Linked DNA regions of Mus musculus: regions 2, 3 and 4 are each linked to region 1. A link is a contact called in public HiChIP or PLAC-seq and promoter capture Hi-C data. All regions are on one chromosome and are shown on one strand. Each heading gives the region's core, a stretch centred on a gene start, on an enhancer-like site or on the middle of the called end of the contact. The rest is flanking DNA. Distances are from core to core; before and after follow the strand shown.

Region 1 (3,437 bases), core at 577-3,076:
GGTTACAGGCAAACATTTTTATTGTTGTTGTTTTGTTTTGTTTTGTTTTGCTGTTTTAAGACAGGGTTCCTCTGTGTAGCCCTGGCTGTCCTGAAACTCACTCTGTAGACCAGGCTGGCCTCAAACATAGAGATTTACCTGCCTCTCTGCCTCTGCCTCCTGAATGCTGGGATTAAAGGCATGAATCACCATGTCCAACTCTGTTCGTTGTCTTATGTATTTTAGTGTATGTGTGTGTGTGTCTGTGTCTGTGTGTCTGTGCATTTTTGTGCTCCATGGTGCAAGTATGGAGGCCAGAGTAGACCCTCACCTCCCTTTTCCCCATGCATGTCCTAGGGATTGAAGTCAGGTCATTAGGCTATGCAGCAAGCACCTTTACCCTCTGAGCCATATAGCCAACATACAGTCACTTTAGTTTCTGAGACAGCATCTCTCACTGAACCTGAAGTTTGTGATTTGGCTAGACTGGCTGGCCAGCAAGCCCTAGGGAGCCTCCATACTGCTTCTCCATTGCTAGATGATAGGCATGCACGACCACCTCTGACTCCCCCATCCCCCCATCCCCGGCCCCTGATTGAACTCAAGTCATAGACACACTTACCAAATGAGCCGTCTCCCTCTTTTCCTCCTCCTCTTCTCACCTCTTCCTCTTGTATAGCATTTTATGTAGCCCACGCTAGCTTTGAATTCAGTGTGTAGCCACGAATGACTTTGAACTCCCGGTCTCTGCCTTCTAAGGGCTGGGATTATACATGTGAGCCACACACCCGGTTGTTTTAGTTCTTCGGAGCTGAAGCTCATGTTAATGATGCTCTGACCTGTAAGGAACCATTTTAGCATTGACAAGGAACACCGGTGGCATCTGACCAGCAGCAAGGGGCTAGCTTGGCTACTCAGGACCTGAGGCTAGGCACTGGGTGGGGAGTCAGAATCCCTGCCTTCTTGGCTCTCCAAGACAGACTTGGCGCCATGTCTCACCATAAGACAGACTTTCCTCTCTTTCGGCTTCATTTTTCCTTGATGTTTAGGAGGGGGCTTTGGGTCAGCTGATACCTGAGGGGTCTGCTATCCATAGACAGCGTCTATCATGGAGCCTGGCTGACCTCCTGAGTGCTATGCAGAAGGAAACCAAAACAAGGGGTTCTCTCATTTGCGTACATGGAAGTCCTCACCTGACTCATGCTCTCACACCAAATTCACTTGGCTTCTACCCCAGCTGCCCACACCTCTTCACCCTCTCTTCCTACCGGGAACTCACTTGCAGCTGAACTCTAGCTCAAGGGCTTGAGAAATTTCCTCCTTCCTCCAGCCCTGTGGTTCTGGGCTCCCAGGGGTTTCTTGGGCCCAGTTCTTCTTGCTCACCAGGGATTCCCTGCCCAGTCTTAATGACCAAAGCTATGCTTCCAGCTCCCTCTCCTCATCTAGTGGCTTCTCCCTCCCCCACCTCTCTCTCCCCTACAGAGGTATATGCGCTGGTGTGTTCATTCACACAAGCTCTTGGGCAGTCTCCGGTGCAGACTGCTCTCTGTCTGTCATCCATCCTTTCCCTTGTCCCTCCCTGAATCTCCTCTCTGTATTCTCTCATTCCTCCCATGCGCTCCTGTTTACATCAGCCGTTCTCCCTCCCTCTACCCCTCTCGCCTTCTCCCCTCCTTTCTGACTCTCTTTCCCTCTCCTCGTGCCAACTGTTTGTTGCTTCTTTTGGTTCTCTCTGTGTGTCTCTCTGTGTCTCTGTGTGTCTCCCTCTCCTCCCCCACCCCGCCCCTTTCCACACCCCCTGTCTGACACCCTCTCTGTCCTTTGCTTGCTCTGCAGGAAACCTCTGCAGTACTGAGTCTGGCTGGCTCAGTCCGTGTGGAGGTTCCTGTGGCATCTGGTGGAGGGGCCCTGGGTCACTGTGTTTCCTCCCAGGGGTGACTTGGCAGTGCTTTGCTCTGTTTCCTCACTTCTGCAATTGCCAGGCCACAACACAGAGGCTCGAGCTGAGGCTTGGACCAGGAGGGAGCAGAGCCTACGGCTGAGCTCCTCCTACAGGTAAGGAGGGTCCCAGCCCTGGCTGGGCAAAGGAGAACCCTACACAGGTCTCCTCAGGAGGCCAGAGTCATGCCTCCAGGTCATACTAAGGTAGATGGGTGGCTGGATTTTAAAAGAACCATCTGGCATCTTTCTCAGGCCAGGCTTAATATTCAAGAAGAGCTTTATGGCTGTGCGACAGGCCAAAGCCAGGGCTACACACATGCTTGGCCACTAGCCCTTGTTTTACGTTTTATTTGCTTATTGTGTGTATATGTATGTGTCACGGTGCACATGTGTGGGTCAAAGGGCAGCTTGTGACGGTCTGTTCTCTCCTTCTTCCATGTGGGGCCTGGGGATTGGCTTCACTTCTCGGGCTTAGCAGCAGATGCCTCTACCTACTGAGCTATCTCACCATCCCTGACTTTTATTTTACATCGAGGTCTTACACACTGCCGAGGTTGGCTTTGAACTCACTGTGTAGCACAGGCAACCTTGGATTATTGTATGTGTATACAAGTACGAATGCTCACTGTGTGCATGCCTGGCGCCTTGGGGTTCAGAAGAGGGGGTCAGATCTCTGGAACTGGAGTTCGGAGATGATTGTGAGCCACTGTGTGGATGCTGGGAACAAAACCTGGGTCCTTTCCAAGAGTGTCCAGGGCGCTTAATCCCTGTGCCATCTCTCCATCCTCTAGTCTTAGTCCTTAACCCTCTCTCAGCCTTCTGAGTGGTAGGTATTTCTGGCCTGTGATCAGGTGCTGGGACACTCCAAGGGAACCCCTCTTTTCTGAGAGTGAGATGGAGCCATCTTAGCCTTAACTTCTGGGAGGCGATGGTGAGGACGGGAGGCAAGGGCTTAGAGGTCTGTGAGCAGACCTCCATTTGCTTTATTAGCTGTGTGACTTTGGAGAAGTTATACACCTTCTCTGTGTATAATCAATGTCATCTCCCCAGCAGACTTTCCTGGGAGGCTGAGCTAAAGTGTCTGGGATGGAGCTAGGTCCCCGGGACCACACCCACTGCAGAGGATGTTGATAACTGGGTGGCTGGTACAAAGGTCCACAAAAGGTTGCCACGTTAAATCTCAGGTGTTGGGGACAAAGGCCAGTGTGGTACTGGCTATCTCTCCCTTGCAGGAAGTCTTGGGGTGATGCCGACAAACCAGAGCTGCTGGCCGAAGACTTGGGGGATACTGAGGGATAAAGGACTCATAGCTCTCTCATTTGCGGCTTGACAGAGCACTAGAATGCGCTCCAGATGGTCAGTGAGCTGGGGTGGGGGATGGTGACTGCCAGAGAAGAGGGAATCCTTTCCTCTGCACACCCAGCCAGAGAGAAAAGGAGATGACTGGCCGTCTGTGTCTGCCATTTTGCTTATAATCTGCGGCGACCTTGGGCCATTGAGTAGTCTCGATTTTCTTC
Region 2 (3,437 bases), core at 268-2,767, 700 kb after region 1:
CTGCTGCATACTACTAGAAACTAAGGATAGCTCACTCCCCTCAAAGCTAATATTTTGCACACAACATAACCTGAGTCTTAATGAAATGCAAAAATATACCTGCATAAACATGTGGATGCATGCACAGCCCTCCCCACCGCTCATGTTTATCCCCTACCTAGCCTGCCTCTGCCCTTGCCTCCCACCACCCTGCCCTGGCCCATTTGGCCTTCCTGTCTGAGGCAACCTCCTCCCCAACCCTCACCCCAACTTCCTCCCCCCACTCCTGTAGCACTCAGTTCCACTGAGGCCACCTGCCTGAGATTCCTCCCCACCAGCCCTTTCTCTAGGCGGAGCTTCTGAGCCCCTTGGGTCTGACCCCAGGGCTCCCCAACCTCCAGACTTGGCTGGAAGCCTCAGCTGGCAAAACAACTCAAGCCCAGGTACCACAGCCACTCCGGAAGGAAAACATTGCCAGCCGAGAGGGGCATGTGGACGTGGCAGGGGACCTGCACTCAGTAGTGGCCCTGGTCTGGGCCCGCTGGGCAGTCTCTTTTTTTCCCAGCCCCTCCTATGCCAGGCCCCCAGCTGGGGTTGAAAAGGGAGGAGGGCAGCTCAGGGGCAGGTCCTGGCTTGTACCTGTCTCCTGCCTTGGTCTCCTCCCAGCTGAGTCAGTATCCAAGCACAGCAAGCAAGCGAGCCTCCTCTCCTACCCCACTTTCCCTCCGGGGGTTTCTGCATCTCCATCGCCATAGCCCTGGGCCCGATGCCTGCTCACTGACAGTGACTCTTTCTCTGTACTTGAGGTGCTGGTATCAAGCTAGCTTGGGACTTTTCTATGGCGGGGTGTATGAGCATCGCCGTGTCCTGTCGTCCTGCTGCATTAGTAGACATGTCTGCAAGCCAGGGTAAAACATAGCATCTGTCCCTGAGTGCTGTGTTGCCTTATGATACTACAGAGTCTTACAGGAGTGTCGCTGCTGTGGGCAGTGACTTGCTGGGAGCCAGTGCCGTGTGGGTATGTGCATTTCTTCCTGTGTGGTCAGCCAGCCCAGGCTGGCTGGCTTGTGGTGTGTATGCTAGTACCCCGGGGGACCACCAGATATGGGAGTGAAGGTGGAAGACATTTGGCAAAACTGCCTGGCTTTGTCTGACAGGTTGGCTTGGTCTGGGCTGTGGGCCTATACAAGGCCAGGATCTCTCTACCTCAAGTTGTATCTCTTTCAGAGGTAGATTAAGGATCAGGTGTCCCTTGCCCTGTACTAACACTGCGGGACAGGGACCCTTTAGTGATAGAAAGTCTGTATGTGTATCTGGGCAGGCCAGAGTCATAATCTTGCTTACACCTCACCCCCCTCCGCCCAAACTCCTGAGGTACCAGAATGTGGTCAGGACACCAGGTGGCAGTGCCTGTCCCTTAGACCACTGGGTGTGTTACCTGTAAGGGTCCAGTAGGGACGACAACTTCAAAGGCGACTCCAGCTCTCCAGGAAGACAGTTCAGAGACTAGAAAGGCTGTGGGGACTAAAGCTGACTCGCCCAGCAGCTGCTGCCCCAGTCCCGAGGAGGTGGAGGAGGAGGAGGAGGAGGAGACACCTCAGCAGGGCCTGGTGCAAAACCGGGCCTGGACTGCAGCTCCTCAGGGTGCACTGGGTGCACCCACAACAGCTGTTAGAGAACCCAGGGCCAGTTTTGTGGGCCCCTGTGGTTGGGCCCGACTGTACTGTATGTACCAGACTTACCCAGGAACTATAGCAAACCTCACCTACAGGGCTAGCTCGGGGCCTTGGTTGGTCCATCTGTGGAATGGGTAGCAGAGAGTTGCTAGACCATTTCTTTGAAAGCAGAGTTAGAAACTTCTAAGAACCGTGGTAACAGGAGAATTGTAGAGTTGCCAGTAGGCAGCTTTGGATGAGGCCCAGATCTAGCACTGTGTGGTCTTGAGCGGGTTTCCTAACCTCTCTGATCTGAGCAGTAATTTCCTTCCATGTAAACTGGAGAGTAGAACCGAAGAGAAGCACAGGTGCCTGGCACAGCTAGCACGTGGCAGCAGGTGACCCCTCCCCAACAGATCAACGCTCACAGCCACTCTAGCTCCTCTGACCATCCATGTTCACAGAACAGCTATTTGACTCATTTGTCACCCTGGGCCCCTTCCATCTGAAGGGCCCTGGCTCATGGGCTGAGAAGCCCATCTTGCTCAGGAGACCCTTTCTTGGGTCTTACAAGTACACAGATTTGGGGACCATGATCTTCTTAGCCATCTACATCTGGACTCAGGCGCTGAAAGCTGCTTCCAAGTCTTTTAATTTTTAGATTTATGTATGTGCATACATGCTCTGACTCATAAATGTATGTGAAACACATGAGCACCTGACACACAAAGGAGCCACGGGAGGTGTCGGTCTCTGGGACTGACTGTGAGCTGCTAGGTGGGTGTTTGGGATCCCAGGTCCTCGGCAAAAGGTGCTTTTAGGTGCTGAGTCATCTCTTCAGCACCCTCCCCCTCCCCACAGATAGGGTTTCTCTGTAGCTTTGGCTGTCCTGGAACTTGCTTTGTAGATCAGGCTGGTCTCCAACTCAGAGTCCACCTCTGACTCCCAAGCGCTAGGATTAAAGGTATACACTACCACCACCTAGCCTTCAGCCTGTTTTTGTTGTTGTTTTGTTTTTGGCTTGTTTTTTTTTTTTTTTTTTTTTTTTTTTTTTTTTTTTTGAGACAGGGTTTCTCTGTGTAGCCCTAGAACTTTGTAGACCAGGCTGGCCTCGAACTCAGAAATCTGCCTGCCTCTGCCTCCCGAGTGCTGGGATTAAAGGCTTGCGCCACCACCCCTGGCTTCAGCCCATTTTTGAAATAACTTTTTATACTTTCTCAGTGTGCATACTGTGTTGTGCATGTGGAGGTCAGAGGACCCTGAAGGAGTCAGTTTGTCCTTCCACTCTTTAGTTCTAGGGGCTGAACTTGGTGGTTAAGTGCCCTCCCCCCCCTCGGAGCCATGCATGCTTTTGGCCCTCAAGCTTGCTTTCTTCAAAATGTTTTTATTATTTTGTGTATGGGTGTTCTGCCTATTGTGCATTAGATGTGTGTCTGCCACTTGTGGAGGCCAGAAGAGGGCACTGGATCCCTTGAGCCAGGGTACCGATGGGATGAGGTACTATGTGGGAGTTGGGAGTCATACCTGCAACCGTGGCAGAACATGCAACTTCTGCTCTTGACTGCTGAGTCATTTTGTCCAGTCCCAGGCCTCTCTTGTTTAATTGATGGTTGTGAGGCACCATGTCAGGACTGGGGGTTCCCCACCCCCTGGAAGAACAGCCTGGCCTCCCAACCTCTGAGCTGTGACTCTCACCCTCACTTGTTTTTGTCTGTCTTTTCCCTTATCTAAATTGGTTAATAAATCATTTTTAGGCTGGTGCACACCTCTAAATCCCAGCACTTGGGAGGCAGAGGCAGGCAA
Region 3 (3,437 bases), core at 473-2,972, 660 kb after region 1:
TTGATGTAGCCCAAGTTGGCTTAAAATCTACAACCCTCCTGCCCCAGCCTCCCAAGTACTGGGTGACAGATATCTGCTCCTTTGGTAATAATAATAATATTATTATTTTAATGTATATGAGTGGATATTTTGCCTGAATATATGTCTGTGTACCGCTTTCATGCCTGGTGTCTGTGGAGACCAGAGGGTCATGCTGGATCCCCTGGAACTAGAGTTACAGGTATTTGTGGCCACCCTGTGGACCTAGAATCAAACGTAGATTTGGAAGAGCAGCCAGTGCTTCTCATTACTATGCAATCTCTCCAGCTCCCCCTCACCCCACACACACACCTCCTTGTTGTTTTGAGGCATGGTCTCGCTGTCATCCTGGCTATCCTGGAACTTCCTGTGTAGATCAGGCTGTCCCCAAAATTCACAGAGATCTGACTATCTCTGTCTCTGGAGTGCTGGGATTAAAGGAATGTGTCACTCTGCCAGGTTAACACCTTTCCCCCACCTCCCCGGTTTTAAGGCAAGGGTTCTTTAGCCTAGGTTGGCTCTAACTCTCTCTGTAGCAAAGATCAACCTTGAACTTCTAAGTCTTCTGTTTCTACCACCCAAGCGCTGGGACTGCACAAGCTACCAGGCTGGTTAGTGCTAGGGATGAAGCCTGGGCTAGGCACTCCAGCCAAGCATCCTACCAAATGAACCACATCCCTCGCCTTACTCAATGGCTTTTAAGTGGGACCTGACAGCAGAAGAATAGCCAAGATGATTGCAGGAGAGGGCAGACTAAGGCTCAGGGCTAAGAGGGCCACACCTGATTAAGAAGTTGGCAGAGGAAAGGGAGATATCTGAAAAGGGACTGAGAATCGGCTGTGCCAGGACAGGAGAGTGACCAGGAGGCAGATCCCCCAAAGGCTCAGTGATCTAGTAATGGCACCACTTAGGACCCAGGGATGTGATGAGCTGGAAGGCAGGACAGGGTATGGTGTCCCCACAGCTGGGAATAGCCAGCCACAGGTGTAGCCAGAATGGAGTTCCAAATTTACCACTGTGGGTTCAGACTGCTCACTCGCCTCACCTGTGAGACAGGGTTAAAAACATCTCTCATCTTGGAGAGATGGCTCAGAGGTTAGAGCACTGGCTGCTCTCCCAGAGCTCCTGAGTTCAATTCCCAGCACTCACATGGTGGCTCACAACCATCTGTAATGGGATCTGATGCCCTCTTCTGGTGTGTCTCAAGGCAGCTACAGTGTACTCATATACATAAAATGAACAAATAAATCCTAACCAAAAAAAAAAAAAAAAAAAAAAAAAGTCTTTAGGGTTTAAAGTGGGCTCTCAACCTCCTTAACGCTGGGACCCTTTAATGCATCTTGTGGTGACCTCCCAACCATAAAATTATTTTGTAATTTTGCTACTGTCGTGAATCATAATGTAAATAATGTTTTTGAAATAGAGGCTCACCTAAGGGGGGTCCCGGCCCATAGGTCGAGTTAGGTGATGGCATAGGCCTTTAATCTCAGCTCTGCTCTACAATAATGAGTTCCGGGACAGCCAGAGCTACACAAGTGATTCCCTAAAAACTCACCAAAACATAGTAGCTATGTTGACAAGGCCTGTTCTCACAGAGATCCTCCCGCCTTGAAGCTGCCCCTCAGGGACCAGGTGACATGAGTCTTAAACCCATCCCTTTTGTTCAGGCCCCGCCTTAAATCGCACAGCAGAGCGGGGCTCTACCTGGACCCTCCCAGAGGTCTCGGCCTCTAGCCACGCCCACAAGGCAACCACGCTCCAGCCTGGCCACGCCCCCGCTGCCCAGGTTTGGCTCTGGCTAGCCGGGCGAGTGTAGTCAAGAAAGGACGCGCCACACCAGCTGTCCGCCGACCCCCAGTCCCGGCCCCCGCGCTCATGGCCGCACCCGGACCCCGCGCCTTGCGTGCTGCTCTCTGCGGCGGTTGTTGTTGCCTTCTCCTGTGTGCCCAGCTGGTTCTAGCTGGTAATGCTGAGCAGGATCTGACCAGGGGCCCAGGCAGGTGAAGGTGTAGCTCACTTTAGCTTCTTCTTCCAGCACAGTAGGCTTGTGAGAGGGAACGTTTTCGACCTCTGCAGGACTCCAGGGGTGTGTTGAGACCTTAGTGCCTATTTAGAGGTTCCAAGTGTGGGGGACTAGGAGACTTAGCTGAGTGTGGAGGAGGAACTTCAGGAGTGTGTATGGAAAGAGGTTGGGGGAGGGCAGCTCGGTGAGTTTAAGCAGGGCTGGGGGGAGCTCCAGACCTGTGCGGAGGTGTGAGTCGCTGTAGTGGGAGATGTATTGCAGCTTGGCACCTGGCTTTCTGCCGCTTTCTGCCCATTTGCACCCCCCGACACCCAGGTAAAGGAGCTCGTGGCTTTGGTCGGGGAGCCCTGCTCCGCCTGAACGTTTGGCCTACTACCCAAGGGGGCTGCAAACACCTGGGACACTGTGAACACTGTGTGGACAGAGCCCACAACTTCTCCATTTGTGTCTGGCAGCAATGTGGGCCAGAGGAGCCAGGTATGTAGTTGAGCCCTCCTTGGGAACATCCTCTTGTCTATATGGCACCACCACTCTCAACTTTCTCTCCAAACCTCTTCTCTGTTTCTTCTCCCACCAGGACACTGTGTGGCCCAAGCTGAAGTGGTCAAGGAGGGTTGCTCAATCTATAACCACTCAGAGTCATGCCCAGGTAAGCTAAGGGAGGAGAGTGAGGTGTCCCCAGCCACAATCTCTCAGGAAGTAGACTGCACCCACGAACTGTTGGCTTCTCGGCCAGGAACCGTTCGATGTATATGCCCTGGCTGGTATCTTAGCCTATAATTTGGTCCAGCATGCCCAGGAGCTTGTGGGAGCTAGCACCCTCTGCTGAGGAGGTCTTTGGAGTGGCGGGGTCTTCCTGAAGCAAGTGACATTAGAGACCAGTCTTGTAGATAGAGCACAGCTAGGGGCGGAGACGGGCTGACCAGCCTTAAATGGGGCAGGGGTGTGATCGGAAGTGGGTCCAGCTACTGGCCCAGGCTCGGGATTGGGTTTCCTGATAGCAAGGAGAGGGGGTTTATTGTGGATGCCCTGTCTCCTCAGCTTCCCATCATCATTCCACAGAGGAACCGAAGCCAAGTACCACAGGTAGGGTCCTCCCCGGGGAATGGGGACAGGGCAGCTGTAGAGGGAGAGGCAGCTTGAGGCACGGGCACTGACACGCAGGCCCCATGACCTCAGTCCTCCGAGTTCTCTCCCAGTGCGTTTTGACACCTGGCAGGTGGGTTGGATGGATTCTTGCCTCCCAGTGCCACAAGGGCTTCTGAGTCTGTGGAAGGCCCATTAAGCATCTGACACATCGAAAGCAGTCAGAAAAGGGCAGCTTCCCTCCCCACCGGTTCTGGGAACTCAGGGTGACCCCCCTCCAGAGCTGAGGAGGTGTGGCTTCAGTTGCCCT
Region 4 (3,437 bases), core at 294-2,793, 570 kb after region 1:
CTGCCTGGCCACTTTTCCACAAGAATATTGGTCTAGCTGGTTTTACAGTGACCAGAGTGAAAGAAACAGTCACCCAGCACCCTTAGGACCATCCTGGCCTGTTAAGGGGATGAGAAAAAAAAAAGCCATTTTCAGGTGACAAGATGTCACAGAGTAAGAAATACAGGAATAGATGCTAAGTGGTGTAGGTCTGAGTTCTGTGGTCATTTCCAACTAGCTGGGTGGCTGCGGGAAAACTGTATCAAGTATTCAGGGTGTTGTATGTGTGCGTGTATGTTGTATGTGAGGATGGACCAGTGCAGGCCAGAGAATCACCTCAGGTGCTGTTCTTCAGGCAACTTTTACCTTGGTTTTAGTAACTGGCTCTCTCATTGGCCCAGTCTGGAGGAGCAGGCTAGGCTAGGCTGGGCCTGTGAGCTAGAGCTCTGCCTGTCTCTGCCTCCCCAGCGCTGCGAAGTCAGTATCATCGGGCCTGTTAGGCTTTGTTTGGAATCTGAGTTCTCAAACGCAGGTCCTCATTCTTTCAAAGCAGCACTTTACTGACTGAGCCGTGTCGTGTCGTGACCTCCACCCCACCGCCCTCACACCGTGCACCCTTTTTGAAAGGAAGCAAAGAGGGAGGCAGACGTGGCGGTAACAAAGCCTGCCTAAGATCCATTCTTCCACAAGAGGCCAATACCTGCTCTACAGAGATGCTCTAGTATACTAAATGTGCTAAGCCGGACTCGTCACGTTGTCACCCAGCCGCAGCATTTTGTATTCTATAAGTCACTTGGGAGTGTATTCTCAAACTGCCCACCTTCATGGACTGGGACGTGCCAGGGCCTACTGCATCTATTTTGTAGAACAAAGTGAGAACTAGGTAGGCAGCAGTTGTCCGAAGTTGCAGAGTGAAGTGACAGGTGTTTGGCTCACCTGACAGTGGCCTCTCAGAACTAGCTCCCAATCTCAGGATGCCAGCTTCACCCGAATACCTATCCTTTGGGGTGAGCTGAAGCCTATGACTCACTCGCCCCCACCCGACTTTCGGTCCCGCTTGGGACAAGGCGTGAAGGGACAGAACGATCTGCCACTTGAGGGGTGTCTACAGAAAGTTCATAGGCTCGGCCTGTTCTTTACACAAAAAACAGGCTGGCTCTCTGGACTCTAATAAAAATAAATCGTGTTTCAATACATGTTAGCCGAGGTCTTTCCCTGTCTTAGCAGATATTTTTGTACTTAAACTTGGGCGTCGATGTACCTTTAGTCCCATCTCCACTTCACTTGGTTTGTCCTCGCCTCTGTTTACTCCGATTGCGGAAGTCGCTCGGGTGGAGTTCCCGGGACACTACCTTTGAATACGTCTTTTGCGTACTTATTTAATTGGCATTGGATTCAGACCAATGGGATAGCTGGGGGCTCCGGGCGGGTGGGGCAGGGAGCCAATCAGAACGGTTGGCGGGGTGTGGCTGCGTCCCGGGGCGGGGAAATCGCGTAATGGCGGACTCAGGCCGGTGGAGTGCGGCTGGGGGCGTAGCGCGCTGAGGGGGGCGTCCGGCTGAGTAGCAGCCCGCGAAGCAGTAGGCTGGAGCGTTCTCCGTGGGGACGCGGACCGGCTGCCCAGCCCTTCATGTCGCTGAGGGCGACTGCGCGAGGTCAGGTGAGCAACAAGTCCCCCTGGGCGCGCCCGGCTGTGAGAGGCGAGCGCCGGCCCGGCCACCCCTGCAAGGGTCCGGTGGCACCGGGTGTCTGCTCTGACGGTCGCTGGTGCGGCTCGTGTGTTGTCAGCGCCGTGGCGACACCTCAGGGGTGGTGGTGACCCAGAGTGCCCTTCGGAGACTAGGGAGGGTCGGCGAAAGTGGCCCTACCACCAACCCACTGTGTGTTCTTGAGCAAGTCACTTCCGTCTTCGGGCCTCAGTTTACCATTTGTAAATAGACTTCACCGAAGCCTGTGAATTGGGTCTCAGCAACTCCCCGAGCTCCTGGACAAGTTCATCTCCAGGCTGAGCCTCAGTTTCCATATTTGGACCATAAAGTAATTGAGGTGCTCTTTGGGGACCCTGGCTGCTAGGCTGGGGGTAGGGACATTGTGGAGGAGTGTGTGAGCACGCGCACATGTGCACAGAATGAGCCCTACAGAAAGGAGCCTTGGCTTACGGGCCACTGGTACCAATGCATGGGTGCTACCCAGATCGTGACAGGGAAGGGCTAAGTCCTGTGGTCCTTTGAGATGAGGAAATGTTCATAGATTCAGAGATCAGGGGTTACCCTTGGCGTTTAAGCCCAGCACTGAAGAGGAAGAAAGCCAAGGAAAATGTTAATGGTTGTCCTACTATGTGCCAAACCTTAGGTATAAGTGCTTGTTTAGTTTTTCCAGCTGTCCTTGTAAGTTTACTGGTGAGGAAGTCAAGTAGGTTTCAGAGAAGTAACTTGCTCAGGGTGACACCGGAACGTGTGGCACTTACCAAAGTGAGGGTGTTTCCTCTGGGAAGCACCGGGCGCGCAGGGATAAGTTAGTGTTCTCTTACAAAGTTTGCTTTGTCATAAATGGAGGGAGGGGTCTAGCCTGGAGAGTTGATTTCACTTTTGGTGTGGAGACAGGCTAGGTCTTAAGCTCAGGATTATTAATTATAAGCCCATCTCCTTTTCTTGCTTTGTGACTAAGGAAGGGCCATTTCTGAGTGTTAAAAATCACTTCGAAGTGTGTCAGGACAGCAGAGGATTCCGTTTGAGTCCCAGGCAGGTGTCACCAATATTTGTTGTATAGAGACATGAGTTTTGACTCCAGGTGGTGTCATCAGAGTGTCTTTCTCTCCTCTGTACAAAGGCTACATTTTATTGGGAGGGAGAATTTATCCATCTGTTGTATAATTTCTTTGGGTTCCTTGGGGCTAAAGTTTCAATGGCCTGCCTGTGTTCAAGTGTAGCCTTTCTTTCTTTGTTCTTTCCTTATCTTGCAGATGAGTAAAGGCAGTGGACTTTGAGTAGGAGTAGCTGGGTACCTTAGCCCTTAAGTTTTCCAAACCGCCAGAGCTTTGGGTTAATCAAAATAGCAGGTCCAGCTGTGGGTATTGTTCTCATGTGCCAGTGTTAGGGAGGGAAATCCGAGGAGGAAGTTGCTGAGAAAGAGGGCGTTTCTGAGCTGTGGAGCCAATATGTATTTTCTTTGTTTGAAATTCTAAAACCAGAAAAGCAGCAGCTAGAGGAAGGAAGGAAAGGACTTGCAAGCCTGCTTCCTGTCAGGGAGCTGTAAGGACTGTCCCGGGCCATGTGGGAGGCACCGCTTGCCCAGAAAAAGGCAGTTGAGTTGGCTGGACTTTGAGAACGGTCTTCTAGATTTTAGAATATAGAATGAAGTAACTTTAGGTCTTAAATCTTCCAGAGTAAACGATTAAGGGACTCTTTATTGAGTCATCACTGTTGGTTCGTTGTCCCCATCATACTTCCCAGGCTTTG

The links. Promoter capture Hi-C pulls out the DNA fragments that hold promoters and counts their contacts. HiChIP or PLAC-seq counts read pairs in DNA pulled down with a chosen protein or histone mark.
Region 2: a promoter capture Hi-C map of pre-B cells shows a contact between it and region 1, with 2.4 times the contacts expected there. The contact joins the promoter of Sytl1 here to the promoter of Ptafr in region 1. A contact is called at or near these places in 2 of 39 promoter capture datasets (liver and pre-B cells).
Region 3: a promoter capture Hi-C map of liver shows a contact between it and region 1, with 2.0 times the contacts expected there. The contact joins the promoter of Cd164l2 here to the promoter of Ptafr in region 1.
Region 4: an H3K27ac HiChIP or PLAC-seq map of microglia shows a contact between it and region 1, with 4 times the contacts expected there. The contact joins the promoter of Wasf2 here to the promoter of Ptafr in region 1. A contact is called at or near these places in 1 of 39 promoter capture datasets (liver) and 1 of 115 datasets of contacts at active chromatin or transcription factors (microglia).

Annotation. Positions count from the first base shown.
Region 1 is chr4:132,562,241-132,565,677 of GRCm38.p6, forward strand. It overlaps Ptafr (platelet-activating factor receptor), which reads left to right and starts at 1,827. Exons shown (of 2, transcript NM_001081211.2): 1 at 1,827-2,034.
Region 2 is chr4:133,261,570-133,265,006 of GRCm38.p6, forward strand. It overlaps Sytl1 (synaptotagmin-like 1), which reads right to left and starts at 1,518. Exons shown (of 15, transcript NM_031393.2): 1 at 1,418-1,518.
Region 3 is chr4:133,219,087-133,222,523 of GRCm38.p6, forward strand. Cd164l2 (CD164 sialomucin-like 2) reads left to right here and starts at 1,723. Exons shown (of 6, transcript NM_027152.1): 1 at 1,723-1,981; 2 at 2,357-2,518; 3 at 2,619-2,690; 4 at 3,083-3,127. The coding sequence starts at 1,894.
Region 4 is chr4:133,129,090-133,132,526 of GRCm38.p6, forward strand. Wasf2 (WAS protein family, member 2) reads left to right here and starts at 1,544. Exons shown (of 9, transcript NM_153423.6): 1 at 1,544-1,639.